Linked DNA regions of Mus musculus: regions 2, 3 and 4 are each linked to region 1. A link is a contact called in public HiCAR-type, HiChIP or PLAC-seq and promoter capture Hi-C data. All regions are on one chromosome and are shown on one strand. The core of a region is the stretch at or near the end of the contact, and the rest is flanking DNA. Distances in the headings are between cores, read along the strand shown.

The links. Promoter capture Hi-C pulls out the DNA fragments that hold promoters and counts their contacts. HiCAR-type assays count read pairs that join an accessible place to other places. HiChIP or PLAC-seq counts read pairs in DNA pulled down with a chosen protein or histone mark.
Region 2: a contact with region 1 is called in a promoter capture Hi-C map of embryonic stem cells, with 2.3 times the contacts expected there. The contact joins the enhancer-like site here to the promoter of Lactb2 in region 1. A contact is called at or near these places in 5 of 39 promoter capture datasets (the 3T3-L1 cell line, cranial neural crest, embryonic stem cells and 2 more), 4 of 115 datasets of contacts at active chromatin or transcription factors (bone marrow-derived macrophages, embryonic stem cells, large pre-B cells and 1 more) and 2 of 9 other capture datasets (embryonic stem cells and liver).
Region 3: an H3K27ac HiChIP or PLAC-seq map of embryonic stem cells shows a contact between it and region 1, with 2.8 times the contacts expected there. The contact joins the promoter of Eya1 here to the promoter of Lactb2 in region 1. A contact is called at or near these places in 1 of 39 promoter capture datasets (pre-B cells), 2 of 484 Hi-C or Micro-C datasets (embryonic stem cells and muscle stem cells), 1 of 115 datasets of contacts at active chromatin or transcription factors (embryonic stem cells) and 1 of 9 other capture datasets (macrophages).
Region 4: a contact with region 1 is called in a HiCAR-type map of embryonic stem cells, with 5 times the contacts expected there. The contact joins the enhancer-like site here to the promoter of Lactb2 in region 1. A contact is called at or near these places in 3 of 39 promoter capture datasets (the 3T3-L1 cell line, cranial neural crest and frontonasal cranial neural crest), 1 of 484 Hi-C or Micro-C datasets (embryonic stem cells) and 5 of 115 datasets of contacts at active chromatin or transcription factors (astrocytes, bone marrow-derived macrophages, embryonic basal ganglia and 1 more).

Annotation. Positions count from the first base shown.
Region 1 is chr1:13,658,331-13,662,159 of GRCm38.p6, reverse strand. Lactb2 (lactamase, beta 2) reads left to right here and starts at 1,651. Exons shown (of 7, transcript NM_145381.2): 1 at 1,651-1,831. The coding sequence starts at 1,710.
Region 2 is chr1:13,013,520-13,017,348 of GRCm38.p6, reverse strand. No RefSeq gene overlaps it. Among named protein-coding and RNA genes, the nearest start is that of Slco5a1, 24 kb to the right of the region's middle. Within about 2 kb of position 1,653, at least 5 of the 459 cell types and tissues checked have an H3K27ac peak or open chromatin away from gene starts, as enhancers often do. A contact at or near this core is called in embryonic stem cells, where this site is marked.
Region 3 is chr1:14,308,570-14,312,398 of GRCm38.p6, reverse strand. Eya1 (EYA transcriptional coactivator and phosphatase 1) reads left to right here and starts at 2,200. Exons shown (of 18, transcript NM_001310459.1): 1 at 2,200-2,753.
Region 4 is chr1:13,072,439-13,076,267 of GRCm38.p6, reverse strand. No RefSeq gene overlaps it. Among named protein-coding and RNA genes, the nearest start is that of Gm39592, 31 kb to the left of the region's middle. Within about 2 kb of position 2,082, at least 13 of the 459 cell types and tissues checked have an H3K27ac peak or open chromatin away from gene starts, as enhancers often do. A contact at or near this core is called in embryonic stem cells, where this site is marked.

The DNA of each region.
Region 1 (3,829 bases), core at 402-2,901:
CCACCAGCTGTAGACACAGTCAAACTCTCCAAGAGGCCATGCCCAGCGGACGCAGACCAACATATATCCATGCACTAGACTCCACTCAAGTAAGCATGCAGTCGCATACTTCACAGAGAAAGACAGCCTTACTGGGTTGTCCCAGACTGTCCACCCAGGTTTTTCTTCTACATAGTGAATTCAGTCTTGGTTGTGTGCCTCAGCATTTGCTGGAGGAGCCATATTCCTAAAAGGAGTAGGCTAAGGTAGTGAATACACTCTACATCTCTTTTGTGGTATATATTCATCATAATTTGATGGATATCTTAGGATCTGTGCATTTTCTTATAAGTAACTTATAACTAAAAATTTTAAAGTGGGAAGCAATGCTTAATACTTGCTGATTGGGAAAGGCAGAGAAAATTGGAAAAGACAGAGCAATTATATCACTTTCACCTTGGACACTAAACCAACCTATTTCCCTTGGCAAGGGTAGGATAGAGAGGAGATAAACAAGCCCCTCCACTCTGCGCAGATAGCACCATGTGCTCATGTAAAACAAGTGGAAGCAGAGCTTGGCTCTCCCAAACTCCAATTTACATTTATAAAATGGGGGGAAATTGTGCCTGTTAAGAGTTAAGAACTGCCGGGTGGTGGTGGCGCACGCCTTTAATCCCAGCACTTGGGAGGCAGAGGCAGGCATATTTCTGAGTTCAAGGCCAGCCTGGTCTACAAAGTGAGTTCCAGGACAGCCAGGGCTACACAGAGAAACCCTGTCTCGAAAAAAAAAAAAAAAGAGTTAAGAACTACGTGGGATTTTAAGAGTAGATAACTAATGGGGTTTGGGGCGATAGATCAGTTATTAAAGTGATTGCCTTATAAGCACGACAAGCAGAGGCTGATCCCCCAGAACCTATGTAAAAATGTGGGGCATGGTGTCTCATTTTTATAATGCCTGTACTGGGGAGATGGAGACATGGGAATCTCTGGGGCTGTCAACCGCTGGCCAGTCTGGCCTGGGTGGCAAGTCAACACTGGTGAAGGGTATGCACAGTTCCTGAGTCACCTGAAATTGTCAAATTGTCTTCTGGCCTCTGCAGATATGCACAGTCGCTTTTATTTTCTTTCTTTCTTTTCTTTACTTTTTTTTTTTTTTCCTGTTGTTGAGGATTAAAAAGTAATGTTCGGAGGTGGCCCTTGGCTAGACGCACACAGGTACAAGTAAGCATTGGTTGCCATCATTTATTGTAAAAGGTAAGCTATTCTTCAAATCACCAGCCTGCCATTCCTTCCTAAGTTGGTGACTCAGTAAATACTCCCCATACCTGCCTAGCTTGTGACCTTCCCTCCCCCACTTCTGGAGGTTAACTTCAATGAAGTAACTGCATTCTTCTTTATGGATATGTAAAGCTACTTGGAAACAAGGCTCAGAGACACAAGAAGCTCAGCGACGGAGCCGGCTGAGGCCAGTGCGGGCGGGTCAGGCCACCTCATGCCACAGTCACCGCGAACTCATCCCTCCACCCCACCCCCGTCACTTGGCTGACGGGCGTGCCAGCAAGTCGTAAGATAGTGGCCGCCAATCCGCTCCGGGCCACTGAGCGAAGTCCCACGTGATCCGCGCCGGGCCTGACGTCACGAGACCGCCGCCCTGCCCTCCGAGCCTGAGGTCGCAGCACGCTGAGTGACTTGGAATTCGGGTGCCGGCGGTCACCGAGGTAGATAGAGAGATGGCTGCCGCTCTGCAGCGCATCGAGCAGCTGTCCAGTCGGGTGGTGCGCGTGTTGGGCTGCAACCCGGGTCCCATGACCCTGCAAGGCACCAACACGTACCTGGTGGGGACCGGCAGCAGGTAAACGCCACCCCCGAGCCCCCGCAGCTCACGCAGTCACGTGGCAGGGAGGCAGCGAGAGGCCAGGCTAGCCCCCAGCGCGTCCCCGAGCTCTGCGGAGGACAGAGGGTGTAAGAAAAGCACAGGCTTCCCAAGTCTGACTCACAGTTTACTTGCTGTCTCGCTGCCCGCAGGTGGTGACCGAGTGAGTTTACCGTAGCCTGTGTGTTAGTGCACACTTGAAATCCAGTGTTTGGAACGCAGAGGCAGGAGGTCGCCCCCAGTACGAGGCCATCCTAGGCTACATAGCCACTTTCAGGCTTGGTTGGGTCATATAACTAGGCCCTTAAAAGTTTACTGTAAGCAATTGACTATACTAAATCCAGTCTCTTACAGTAGAGGGCAGAATTTGCTTCTAGTTCAACCGGAGTCTAAACCCGACAGAGCAACCCAGCCTGTGGGTAGGAGAAACTAACTCTTGCTTTTTCTACTAATCGTGTATGACAAGCATATCTTGTTTGCGTTTAAAGTCTCTATTATATTAACTCTTCTAGAGTAAAGGATATTTACAAGCATCGGACTCTAAAAGTAGACATAAAAGGTTTAGCCCAGAGTGAATCAGGCCAGGGGAAAGTACGGGACCTTTAGGCTTCCGGCATGCTTTTAGCAGCAGAGTGCCTAACCTCTAGAGTATGGTCTGAGCCCAGGACAATCTCTTCGATGTGCCACTTTAAACCCATTCTGAAGTCAGCACCTAAGCCGGAAATTGCAAATAGTCTGAATAACCCTGGAGAATGCCCTGCTGGAGTTTGCTGTATGGTTCCAGGACATTCAACACAGCCTGCTTTTCTTCGAGGGTTAAAATAGATGGCTGGTTTCTATGCAAACTGGATGAAGAAGTTACTAAGATGAACAGTTGCTAAGCACAAATGTTCACTGGAATCATATATTGTACTTAAGTAATAGTTTTATTTTTATAGGCTCTTTAGGTAGTAAGTAATGGTAAAATAATTAACGTGCAGATGATGCTACTCAAACTAAAGGGTGATTAGAAACAAATATTAACTGGGTCCAAAGCAGATGTTCAAGACTTGTGTCCACTGCTCCGCATCACAAAAAGGTCTAAGATGATAGGTGGCACTATATCATTGAACTCATTTTTACACTTCTGTTTCTGCTAACTTTGGGGCTCATTGGCCAATCCCTCCTTGCTGACACAACATCCTCTCTAGCTGCTGGTCTCTCATTCTCCATCTTTATCAGAGTTTTGTACTTCTCTAAATGCAATCCTAACTTCATGCTATTCAGTTACAGTTGTGTGTCATGCATGCGTATGTGTGTGTGCAAGTGAGTGTGTATGTGTGTGTGTGTGTGTTTTCTTAACTCTCCCCCATTACCTGTGCTCTTCAGACTGAACCCTACTAAAGTGAAGCACAGGCCTTCCTGAGTTGATCTTATAAACAGAACCATCACTGTATTTGAGCAAACAAAACGCTTAAACACTCCTTAACATTTTTCTCCTCCTGGCACACATCCAAGCCATCTTGGCAATGTGGTTTTGACTTCTATTAACCCATTCAGTTCTTGCATAGATGTCTGCACTAACCTCCTAACTGGGTTACCTGCCTCTGCTTTTATCCCTCAGCCCATTCTCCCAAAGGCAGCCATCTTGTTCACCCTCTGGCCCAGCCATGCAGCCTTCCTAGTGTCCCAGATGAGGCATATTTCGCCCTCCAGACTTTAAGTTCTCTTCCGATTTTTTCCACTTCACTCACTCTTTAGAGCTCACGTAAAATGTCAGTTCCTTGTGGAAGTTAGCCCTGACCTCTTAGACAATATTGTAATGCACTGTAGGTTTTGTGGTGTTTATCTCAACTGTAGTTTTTGGTTTTTGGTTTTAAGTTTAAGGTCTGTAATGTATGAAATCCACTGTCTCTCTCTACTTGGTTATCCCACTGTAATGGAAGATGAGCCAAGGTTTATTTTCATATTCCCAGCCCCAAGCCTTGGACAGCAGAA
Region 2 (3,829 bases), core at 404-2,903, 640 kb after region 1:
TACCTTGAAAAGATTATTAATTTTTGTAAGTTAAGACAGGACCCCATGATGAAGCCTAGGCTGGCCCTCTCTGCTGCTCTAGTGTTGGAACTATAGGCAGGAGCACCGTACATACATCCTGGGAGAGTTAAGAGAAATCAATTGCATATAGGAAGAAAAGATTAAAAAAGGAAGAAAAGGAATGTGTGTGTGTGAATGAATAGGATATCGAGAAGAGGAGGCTGAAGGGATTGCGTCACTGAGACAACGGGGACAGGGGAGCATGTTCATGTCCTAGCTGAGGGACACTCAGCAGCTCAAGGTCAACCTTGGCTACAGGCAGTTTGAAGTTAACCTGGGCTACATGAAACCAGGCCTCAACAAAAGAAAAAAAAGTTTTTTAAAAAGAATACAATTAAGGGACCAATCATTTACAGTAGATGAAAAAGTAAGATGCTTTAAAAATTAGAAGTGTCTTCAAGATCTAAAATAAAAGTAGTGAAAGTCTAGAACTACTGAAATAAAGAGGGAAGCCTGAAAGTGAGATTATGAAAGGTTTAAAAAAAGTGAGGCAGTTGAGAAGGGAATACTTCTTTTTTAAAAAGTGTCAGTGGGGCTGGAGAGTTGGCTCAGTGGTTAAGGGCACGGACTGTTCTTCCAGAGGTCCTGAGTTTGATTCCCAGCAAACACATAGTGGCTCACAGCCATCTGTAACGGGATCTGATGCCCTCTTCTGGTGTGTCTGAAGACTCACATACATAAAATCAATAAGTAAGTCTTCTAAAAAGAAGTGTGAGAATAAAGGAGAAGCTTGAATAGTCTTTGAAAGAACTAAAGACTGCAGGTAGCACACACCAGTGGTCCTAAGCTACCAAACAACCAACAAACCACCCTCCAGAATATCTGACTTGTTAATAGTCAAGCATGACTCCTTTGTGACACTTTTTTGATGTATGGAGAGTACCAATCATGAGTTTTCAGTGACATACAAAATATCTTACTAAATGATTAGAGAAATAAAATAAAAATATCTTTAAGTGATGTATAGTAAAAGATGCTTAGGCCTTTGCCACCAACCCTCCAAAAGGCATGTGGTAGAAGGAGAGACCTGACTCCCACAAGTTGTCCTCTACCGCCACAGGCAAGTGCATGTAACTGACCACAGCTATGCGAACCGGGTTCCTGAAAGGGAAGCTGGGGCTGCATGGGAGAAAATGGTGAGAGAAATAAGGAGAGCAAGACAAAGATACTGATCAAGGCCCAAAGTTTACTTAAGAGTCTGAATTTATAAAGGGTGGGGGGATCCTTTCCCTCACCACGCCAGGATCTTGTTTCCTCAGGATAGCCTCTCAGCAGGTAGCGGTGTCTTGGAGAAAAAAACGGCAGAGGTGGCAGAACAATAGGCCTATCTAGGTCAGAAGACTCCACCCTAGGTGGTCTTGTTCACAGTGGTAGAACAGGTCTGAGCCAGCCTGCTCAAGGCTGGGGGAGGCTACAAGTGCACACAAGCATAGATAAGTTAAAAAAATTACTAACTTTATGTATTCTGAATAAAAAAACACATGAATAATCTATGTGTGGGTGATTGGCCTGCAAGCATATCTGTGCATACATGGTGTCTAAAGAGGTCTGAAGAGGATGTTGGGTCTCCTGGAACTGGAGTTACAGATGATCATGAGAGTGCTAGGAGCTGCGTCTGGATCCTCTGCAAGATTAGCTGGTGTTCTTATCTCGCCCAAGCTAGTATCTCGCCGGCAAGAATTCACTCGGACAACCGGATCCTTCTATGGCAAAGCTTTTATTGCTTACTTCTCAGGAACACCCCGAACCCGGAAAATGGCGCTGCTTATATAGCCCACAGCGTGACGTTTCAGCACCTGATGTGACAGCACCTGATTAGTTTCTCGCCCATCACCCCATTACTACACCCCGAGATGGGCAGTGACTGGGCGTGAATTCACTCTTGCACTTGCGCACAAGGCTTGTTTACTAGTTAGGCACAGTGGAAGCCAGCGCCATCTTATAATGGCGATTGCTCACGGCACGGCTCTCCACACTCTTAACTGCGGAGCTATCTCTCCAGCCTCCTTCTCACCTTCTCTTCTAAAGGCAGGGTCTCATCATGGGGCCCTGGATGTGCTAGAATTTGATATGTAGACCAGTCTGTCCTAGAACTCACAGCTGCCTGCCTTTGCCTCCTGAGAGCTGGGATTAAAGGTGTATGCCACGATGTCTGGTAGGAATACTTTTCCAGGTATAGTTTGTAAATGTGAAATTTTTGTTTGATTTTGTGATTGTCACAACATCATGGATGTGTATTATGATAAATCTTTCTGTTGTTTTTGTTTTGTGATGAGATTATAGAAGATGCCAGTCCATACAAGCAGTGGCATTCAAGCCTTTATATCTCTATAATGGGCAAAAGGATGATGTTATTAGGTCTTGCCTAGAAGAGAGCTTTCTAGAGGACCACAAGGCTGCTTAGCAAGTGCTTGGCACTTGCTCCAAAGCCCAAAGACCTGAGTTTAACCATTGAGTTGCCCATGAGAGAAGGAGAAAAATGACTTCTGCCAGTTATCCTCTGACTTCTATATACACAGTGTTTTAACACGTGTACTCACACACAGAAATGATAAGTAAAATGAAAAAAAATTAAGGGTTGATTTAAAGTATATTATTGAAATAGTCTTATTAAATACTTGAAAAAATCACTGGTTTTTCTATACCAACTTAAATATAAATTTACGAACTAAAAGACAAAAAACTTAAAACTTAAAAATTTATCCTGTGTGTAGAGAAAATTTTCATAGCTACTGGGTTTTGTGTCATATGAAATATGTGCGTATCTCCTCTCTCTCTCTTCATATATATACATATATATATATATATATATATACATATATATGTTATTGTATTGGGATGATAAAGTTGCTACTCAATATTAATTCACTTTGTGGGCTAGAGAGATGGCTCAGAGGTTAAGAGTACTACTGACTGTTCTTCCAAATGTCCTGAGTTCAAATCCCAGCAACCACATGGTGGCTCACAACCATCTGTGATGGGATCAGATGCCCTCTTCTGGTGTGTCCAAAGACAGAGATAGTGTATGCATATACAATAAATAAATAAATATTTTTTAAAAATTACATTTTGTTAAAATGTACATTATAATGCTACTATTATTATTATTTTTGGATTTTCGAGACAGGGTTTCTCTGTGTAGCGTTGGATGGCCAACATCCTCGAACTCATTCTGCACACCAGGCTGGCCTCAAACTCCTAAGATTTTGAGACCCACCTGCCTTTGCCTCCTAAATACTGCTACCACCCTGCCCAGTACATTATAAAATCATTTAGACAAAACACTAGGATTATGCACAAATATGTGACTTTAGATTTAGAGCATCTATGCTCATTAGATCATTGGACTCAATATTTATCCTTGTAACAGAAAATGTGGTTATAATGTGTGTAATACAATGTAGCATATCTGCTACAGATACTCCAGAACATGGTGCTGTGCAAGTGAGTCTGGCAGATGCAACAGGATGCAAATGTTATCAGATGTTAATTGTTTTGGTGGTTTACAGATGTGTGTGAACCAGTGCATATAACTCTGTGCATGACAAAAATGCCCATGTTGCCAGATATCTCTAGACAAAAAGATGCAGAAACAAAAAAACCTTTGACTTTCACACCCTAGAAGTTATATTTTAATTAATATATAATGTTTGTACCAGTAAATTATACCCACAATTTATCTGGAGTATAGATGAACTCATATGAGGTTTGCATTAAAGTTAGACATGAACTAAAATCCTGAAGGTTTTATGCTTACATGTTATTTGAA
Region 3 (3,829 bases), core at 951-3,450, 650 kb before region 1:
GCCTGAACTTTCCAGCAAACTTCCCTCAGCTTTGTGTAAGCTCTAGGGCGGATTTAGGAAACAGTTTGGTTCTTTGTGGTATGTGATCAAGTTATATAATTATAGTTGATAAAAATTTCATAATATTACCTTTTGGTTATCTATCATAGCATATCATACTTTGGGTTCAAGCTGCATATGGAATAATTACTACATATTTGGGGTTAGTAACCAGACAAAATTTATAAGTAAACATGTGATTCTTTTTAATACATTTAGCTTTGCTTAAGAAAAAGGAAACTATTTAAGAGTGGTAAATATGCACATGGTTATTTCTTCTAACCAGTGACTAAGCTGTGTGTTTCATAATTATGAGGTATGAGCTATATTATACCCATTAGTGGTTACATTAAATTCATCATATCTTTCCTAATTTTATTCATAATTACACGAGTCATTTCTTTGAAGGCATTTTGCTTGGTTATTTAAATAAAAATTATTGAATTTCATTACAAAAGTACATGTAATACGATAAATTTGACTGTAACATAGACAAGTAACTTGTATGTAAAACTGACATGGTATTTCTGCCGCTTTGACTTCACAGAGTGTGCACATTCTGGGTTCTCCAATATTATAATCTTTTATGAACTGCATGAATGACATTTGAGCAATACATGTCCAAAATAATTTTAACCTATAGGAAGCATGAATGCAATAGCTGAAGGTAAAGTTTAAGCCAGAGGTCAAATGTTATGTCTTGGGTAATTTAGTAACAAATCTAAGTGCAAAAGAAGTTACTGTCTGGGTGCTTGGTATTGTAAATAGAACTAATGTAGCATTAGATTTTACCTGACTGCAACAGAAAACTCCATAATAGACTTTGTTTTTTCTGCACATGCACTTTGGTATGTTGAATAACTGATCCTTCTGGTCTGAGAGAGTGCTGTAGGAGGTAACGTAACTATGTCAGCTGCATATATGATCCAATAGCAATCAACTGTTTTTTTGACCTGGCTTCCCAAATATGGTAGATACCTAGCTCATGGTTCCTTGCTGGTGCTGAACAAGATGAAATCCTAGGTGAGTTTGAAGTCCCAGCTGCCTCTTAGGTTTGACAAAGTGCTCCTTTGCAAGGAATTTAGACTGGCATCCTTTCTAGGAGGGGAAGGGAGAACTCCTGTTTGGAATTTTGGTCCTTAGAACCATTTAGTTGGGTTTTGTTTGCATCATCTGAAGGTGCTTTCGTTTCCTAATTGGCAGAGTTAAGGTAGGACCCATCTATCTCCTCTATTAGTTGATGTGAAGTTACTGTGATGTAAAAACATGTTCATACCAAGGTGAGAAATTAAAATAAGGAGACTTTTTTTTTAATAAAAAGAGCACATAGAATAGAAATATTGGTGATGATAAAAATACCTTCTTAAAATGCATATCCAGACTTAATTTCAGAGTGAGTGTTAGTTTGCATTTGCATTTAAACTGTGATATAGGACCGACAAAATATTAACCCATATAAGGAGACGCCTTCTTTCAAGATTACAAATTATCATAATGGCTAAACCCTTGACTTGGATAAAACATAGTTTGTTAACTGAAGCTCAGCTCCTAGGTGTCACCGAACGAACGCCTAACTCATAGATTCTGAATTAAGGTTGTGAGTTTTTAAAAGGATAAGTTGCAAAGCAAGTTCCAGACTAAACGAATCTCTTCTCAAGACCCATTTAAAAATGTTAATGGTGAAATATTATCTGGGTCCTAGCCAAAGAACTGAAGCCTTTGGCCTCCTAGCAACCCTTGCAGAATCCTCCGCCAGGCTTTCATTGTTAAGCTGCTAATAGCTAACACGTTTGCCCATTCTCCCTCTACTTCATAGAAACAGCTTTTTTTTTTTAAATCTTCTCCAGACCTGTAAGTAGGTAGGTACTTTAGGAAAAAGTGTTAAAAGTATCCGTTCTCCTAAGTTTCAGGTCCTCAAAAAAAATTTTAAAAAAAGTATTGAAAAAGTGTAAAAGATAACATGCAACTACTCCCCAAAGATCTTAATTGGGAGCTACTGGCGCGGGAGGATGTGTGTGTGTTGACAGAGGTTCCCACAAGTTCTTCCCCCACAGCTGTTTATTCAGATATCATGGGGCGCGTCATTTACATAATAAATTTTTTTTTAAAGCAGCGAGGTTGAGTCAGACCAAGCTCTGCTCCTCTCAATTGTTGCATTTAAACCAATAAGGTTAGGACAAGAGACTAGCTGTGGTTTGCGTTGCAAAAACAAAACAAAACAAAAAGCCCCGAGGCTTCGTGGGCAGACCTACAAGGCTGCGCAAACAAATCGGGGGATGAGATTTTGCTGTTTCTTTGTCTAGGCGTCTCAGATGCTATCTGCCGCTGCCGTTCGCTGGGGCGCAAAGCCGTTCCCAAACAGACCGCGGCGAGCTGATGGCTCCGAGCTTGCGGCGAGGTAGCGAGTGTGCAGGGCCACTTCCGACTGGAAGCCTTCCTGTGGCGGTGCGCGGTGGCGGGGTCCTTCCTGGGGAAGGCGATCGCGCTCAGTCGCTCCACAGCCCGAGCCTGCAGCAGCGCCCGGGCGCAGTCCCCGGGAGCCGGGCAATCCCCGGCCTCTGCGCTCCGCTGCCAGCCGCGTCACAGCGCCTCTGAGAGCTCCCGGGTCCCCGTGTTCCTGCACAGCAGCCAAACTATGTCAGGAATGGAGGTCTGCTAACACAGAAAACTCCAAGGAGCACACTAAACCGGTGGAGGCAGCAGATGTGAGCGCTGTAAGTACAAGCTGGTGTTTGAAAAACTGTAATGACCAAGTACTACTTACTGTCTGGTGGGCAAAGCCCGAGATAACTGGAGAGCCTTTATTAGGGTTTTGGTTTGTTTTCAAAGAAAAAAAGCACTGTGGCTTGGGGAAAACAATAACACTGTTTCTGGGACTTTAGAAGCCGCTGGGTTCCGTCGTAAAATTGTAATCTTTACCCTCCAAATGATCGGAGCCATTAGGATCATTAAAGGATCATTGCAAATTAACTACTTTTGTTCTGATTTTTATAGATAAGTAGAACACTAGGTAATATTCTCAGACGGGGGAATTATTTCATATCTTTTCTTAATTGCTGCACTAGCCCCAGAATATTGAGTGGTATTGAACAGGGTTATATCCATACATAGATGTATAGGTACGAAAGGTATACTTAGTGGTATTTATTACACAGATCACTTTTTCTACGGCTAGGTTGATAAATGAGGAAAGGTTTACAACGGAAAACTCAGCAGATGAACAACGAGCTGATAACTATGTTTTCAAGAAGGACACCTTTTTGTTCCAAAGCAAATTTATCAAAGACTTTACTAAGCAGGCTCATCTTCAGTATTCGATACAATAAGCCTTTGGTCCCTTAAAGTATTTGTCCCTCTCTGGCCCTTTTTGTGATTTGAATGCACTTGGAAGCTAAACTCCAGATTTTGAAACTTTTGAATATTCGTGTAAAGCACGGCCCTTCAAAATCAGTATTTGAATTGCTAACAACTCATAGGCTTACACTCTTGGGAGGAATTTTGAAGACATTTAAGCATAACGTTTGCAATAATTCAATACATTATGAACTGTCATTGAGTTTAGACAAGTGTTTTTAAGTTTCATTTCTTAAGATGGCCAGGGGTATAGAAACTTGTTAGCTGGGAATCATGGTGTGTAGCTGTATAGGTTTGAAGTTGTCTTTCTAATGTCTTTCAGAGAAGGTTTTATTTTATGCTTGTGAGAGTCTTTCCCCCGCTCTGTTTAGAGTTTGGGGACATGCACACAGGAATAGTCATGCCTTCATATGATCAAACATTTAATATTTGACTT
Region 4 (3,829 bases), core at 833-3,332, 590 kb after region 1:
CTAAGCACCCACTCTTGGAAAACTCACCTGCTCTTCAGGACCAGCACTGATCCGTCCAAGGGCTTAATGCCTGACCCTGTGTAGTACTAAGCAGCGTTAAAGGTCGCACCACAACGAGAACCAAGCTTCTAGCACACGAACTTGGGGGGCAAACCACAGCGGACTCAGACTGGAACTTGGAACACCTGCTGTCCTGGTCCTCAGGCCCACGCACATTCCACCTGGAACTAAACCCTCATTCTCCCACATTTCCAACTTGCAGGTTTGTGGACTTCAACTCCATAGCTGTGGGAGGCAATGTCGGCAATGTCGGCAATGTTGTAATCTTTCTCATTCTCCAGAGTACCCTGAGTATCCATCAGCATTCATGGGGGATTTCTTTTTTTTTTTTTTTTTTTGGTTTTTCGAGACAGGGTTTCTCTGTATAGTCTTGGCTGTCCTGGAACTCACTTTGTAGACCAGGCTGGCCTCGAACTCAGAAATCTGCCTGTCTCTGCCTCCCAAGTGCTGGGATTAAAGGCGTGCACCACCACTGCCCGGCTCATGGGGGATCTCTGAAGCTACCCCTAAAGCTGGTTGGCTGCTAAAATCCTTGGCAACTCAAGCCTTTATATGAAGTGGCATGTTTGCATGCTACTAATTTACATCCTCCTACATATGTTAGCGTTTCTCTATATTTATAGTGTTCAATAAAATATAAACAATAAAATATAAATGTGACTATTTAAAAAAAATTGAAAGAAAGAAAGGAAGGGAGGGAGGGAGGGGACGAGGAGTAAAGGAAGCAGGAGCATCATTGATTAGGATGCAGGAATTTTGTAGAGTGCACAAGAACTGAACTTCTCCAAACACAGACATTAAAAGGCCTGAGGTAGAGGGCACTTACATGCCTAAGCAGATAGATGGAGAGAGAAGAAGAGAAGCAGGAAAGATGGAGCAAAGAAGAGGTAAGGAGGGGGGAGACAGACAGACAGACTCAGAGACACAGAAATTAATTGAGAATCATGATCTTTGTTTGAATCTTGAGCTTATGCCAAGTTTCCCCAGGAATTCTCTGTGGACTAATAAAAATGTTTATCTTATAACCACTGTATTAAACTGCATTGGTTTAAGAATAAAATCTGATGTTAGATTTTGGCATTCAATAGACTCTGTCAGTTAATCATTTCTTTAAAGGAGAAATCACTGCGCACAAATGCCCCCTGTCTCCTTTGTGGTCTTATCAATCCATTCATTGACTTCTGTGTCATGGAAAAGGGTCAGGCGAGCTTTCGGGAGTATATAGACCCACTTAGCTAATAACACACACATCAAGCTTTAGGAAAGACCCGGCCTACGCCCGGAGAACTAGCAAACCTAATTAGTTGGTGTTAAAATACCTGTAGTTTCTGAGCAAAGATTAGCATTAGATTAGCAGGTTGGAGTCTGAGGGAGGGGGTAAGTTTTGAAACCCTCCAGGGGTTTTCCGAGGTCTTTGCCTAATTGTACTTGCCTGAAGGTGCTGCGGGACCCTGGGGACGAGCTCTCTGTGCTCTTGGAGATCTACTTAGCTTAAAATGAAGCACTCAGCCCACCTTTGGAACAAAGAAAAGCACCACTTTGTAACTGTTCCATCCCTATTGTCTGCTTGCAAATTCACTCCCCCCTGCCCCCCCCTCGAAAGATAGAATACATGACTAAAAAGTTTTTTGTTAAGTAAATTTGCAAATTACTTAACAAAAAACTTAACTGTATGTCGGGGGAGAAGTTTGGGGTTTTGTTTGCTTGTTGTTTTTAGATTTTCGTACTTTTTGTTTGTTCTTTTTTTTTTTTTTTTTTTTTTTTTTTTTAAAGATTGAGTGCAGCAAGGTAGCATAGTAGAACTCACCTTATCTGGAAAAAGAAGCCATTAAAACATTTTAAATTTACTAGCCATTCAGTAGCAGACTAATCAAGGGGGAAAATACAGAAGCATTTGTGGGGTTGTTAATGCTAGTAAGTAGAGATGGAAATTACTACCGTCTTTAATTTGTAGAGATAAAACTGCCCAAGGATGGGCTGGCAAGTCTCTCCTCCACAACTGAGCACATATATGTTGTCTTGTTAGTTACGGAGCCCAGAGGATGCAGGAGATCATGAGTCTGAATACAGCAGAATCTCCACACAGTAACTCTGTTAGCTTGCTTGCTTGCTTGGTTAGCTTCTCAAGACAGAGTCTCATTATATAGGTTGCACACCAGGCTGACCTTGAACTCACAGAGATCCACCTGCCATTGCCTCCCTTGTGCTGGAATCGAAGGCCAGCTCCACTGCTGCCCTGTGGGCCTTGTTTGTTTGTTTTTAATTGGTTCTGTTTTCTTTTGGGTGTTTTGTTTGTCTGTTTTTCAGGCAAGTCCTTCCTCTACCCTGCTGGCCTTGAACCTGCTACAATTCAGGCTTGTGTTACTTCTTCCAGGTTAATGCAGTGCTGGGGCTAAACCCTATGGTGACTGCTGTGTCCCTGGAGTTAAAGACCCATTCCTATGGGACTCATTTTTCTTACTTCTTGGCTATGTTTGGACTGTGTCAAAAATAGTCTGTCATTCATAACTTATTTTGATTTTTTTTTTTTTTTTTTGTATAAAGAGGTGAGATGAAGCATCAAATAACATCAACCTTGCAAGGCAGATTGCAAGCTCTACTTCAGCCTGTTGCTCCCTTGATCTTCATCCCTAGGATTAGGGGCTGGTGGTTCTACAGGACACATTTCAAAGACTCCTGGCTGTCTGCTGGGTGTTGTTTAGAGGGCAAGTGTGAAAAGTATCCTTTGACATTCCTATTTTAGCTCTGTGCTCTCATCTTGGGCCTGTCATTCTATCAGTGAGTGTGAGACTTTAGGGGAGCTTCCCAATTAGGAAGCTTCATGGTCACCTCTGTGGAGCAGAGAGATGGCTGGGAGAAACAAAGTAGACTGAAGAGACTGAGAAAAAATAGCCAGCTGTGCCTATTGTGCTAAATGGGGCTGTGCATTATTACGGAGATGTAGTAGATCATATATATATATATATATATATATTTGTTATATGTAAGTACACTGTAGCTGTCTTCAGACACTCCAGAAGATGGCGTCAGATTTCATTACAAATGGTTGTGAGCCACCATGTGGTTTGAACTCAGGACCTTTGGAAGAGCAGTCAGCACTCCTAACCGCTGAGCCATCTCACCAGCCCCGTAGTAGATCTTCTATATGAAAGCTACATCTCAGTATTAAAGAACTTCTGGGACCTTGGAGGCTCTTTTTCAACAGAGAGGATACCGTCAGCCTTTAGAAAAGAAACTACCCAAGATCCCATGCTATGGCAGCTCTGGGGTGGGCTGGCAGGTCTATCTGGCTCCGTTGCTGGTCACATGCTTGCTGTGTGATCACATGATCCACAGCCCTTTCCTCTGTCTGTCATACCTCAATGAATCTCTCATCCCCCATGACCCTCAGGGTGGGCGAGGAGTTAGGAAACTGGGAGAAGAGGCCTGATTGTCAAAGAGGCCACTGAAAACTTTCAAATGCTGTGTGTGTGTGTCTGTGTATTTGAGACAGGGTCAAATGTGAGCTTACCTGGTCCCCAAAGTGAGGGACAACTAATGAGAATAAATACCTTTAGTTGTACCTTTGTGGCCTAAGGTTAACAAAAGCTAAAAGGTGAACAGGTTTAACAAGTGTGGTTATCTGTCTCCTGTTCCAAGCAACAACTTGAGTCCTGGGCCACACTGTAGAGTCTTCAGCTAGCTGACTGCTGGGGTAAACTGTGGTGCAAGGCAGTTAGTTCTTCCTTGATTAGCTCGGCCGTCCTGCAGCCTAACTCGACAAAAGTCT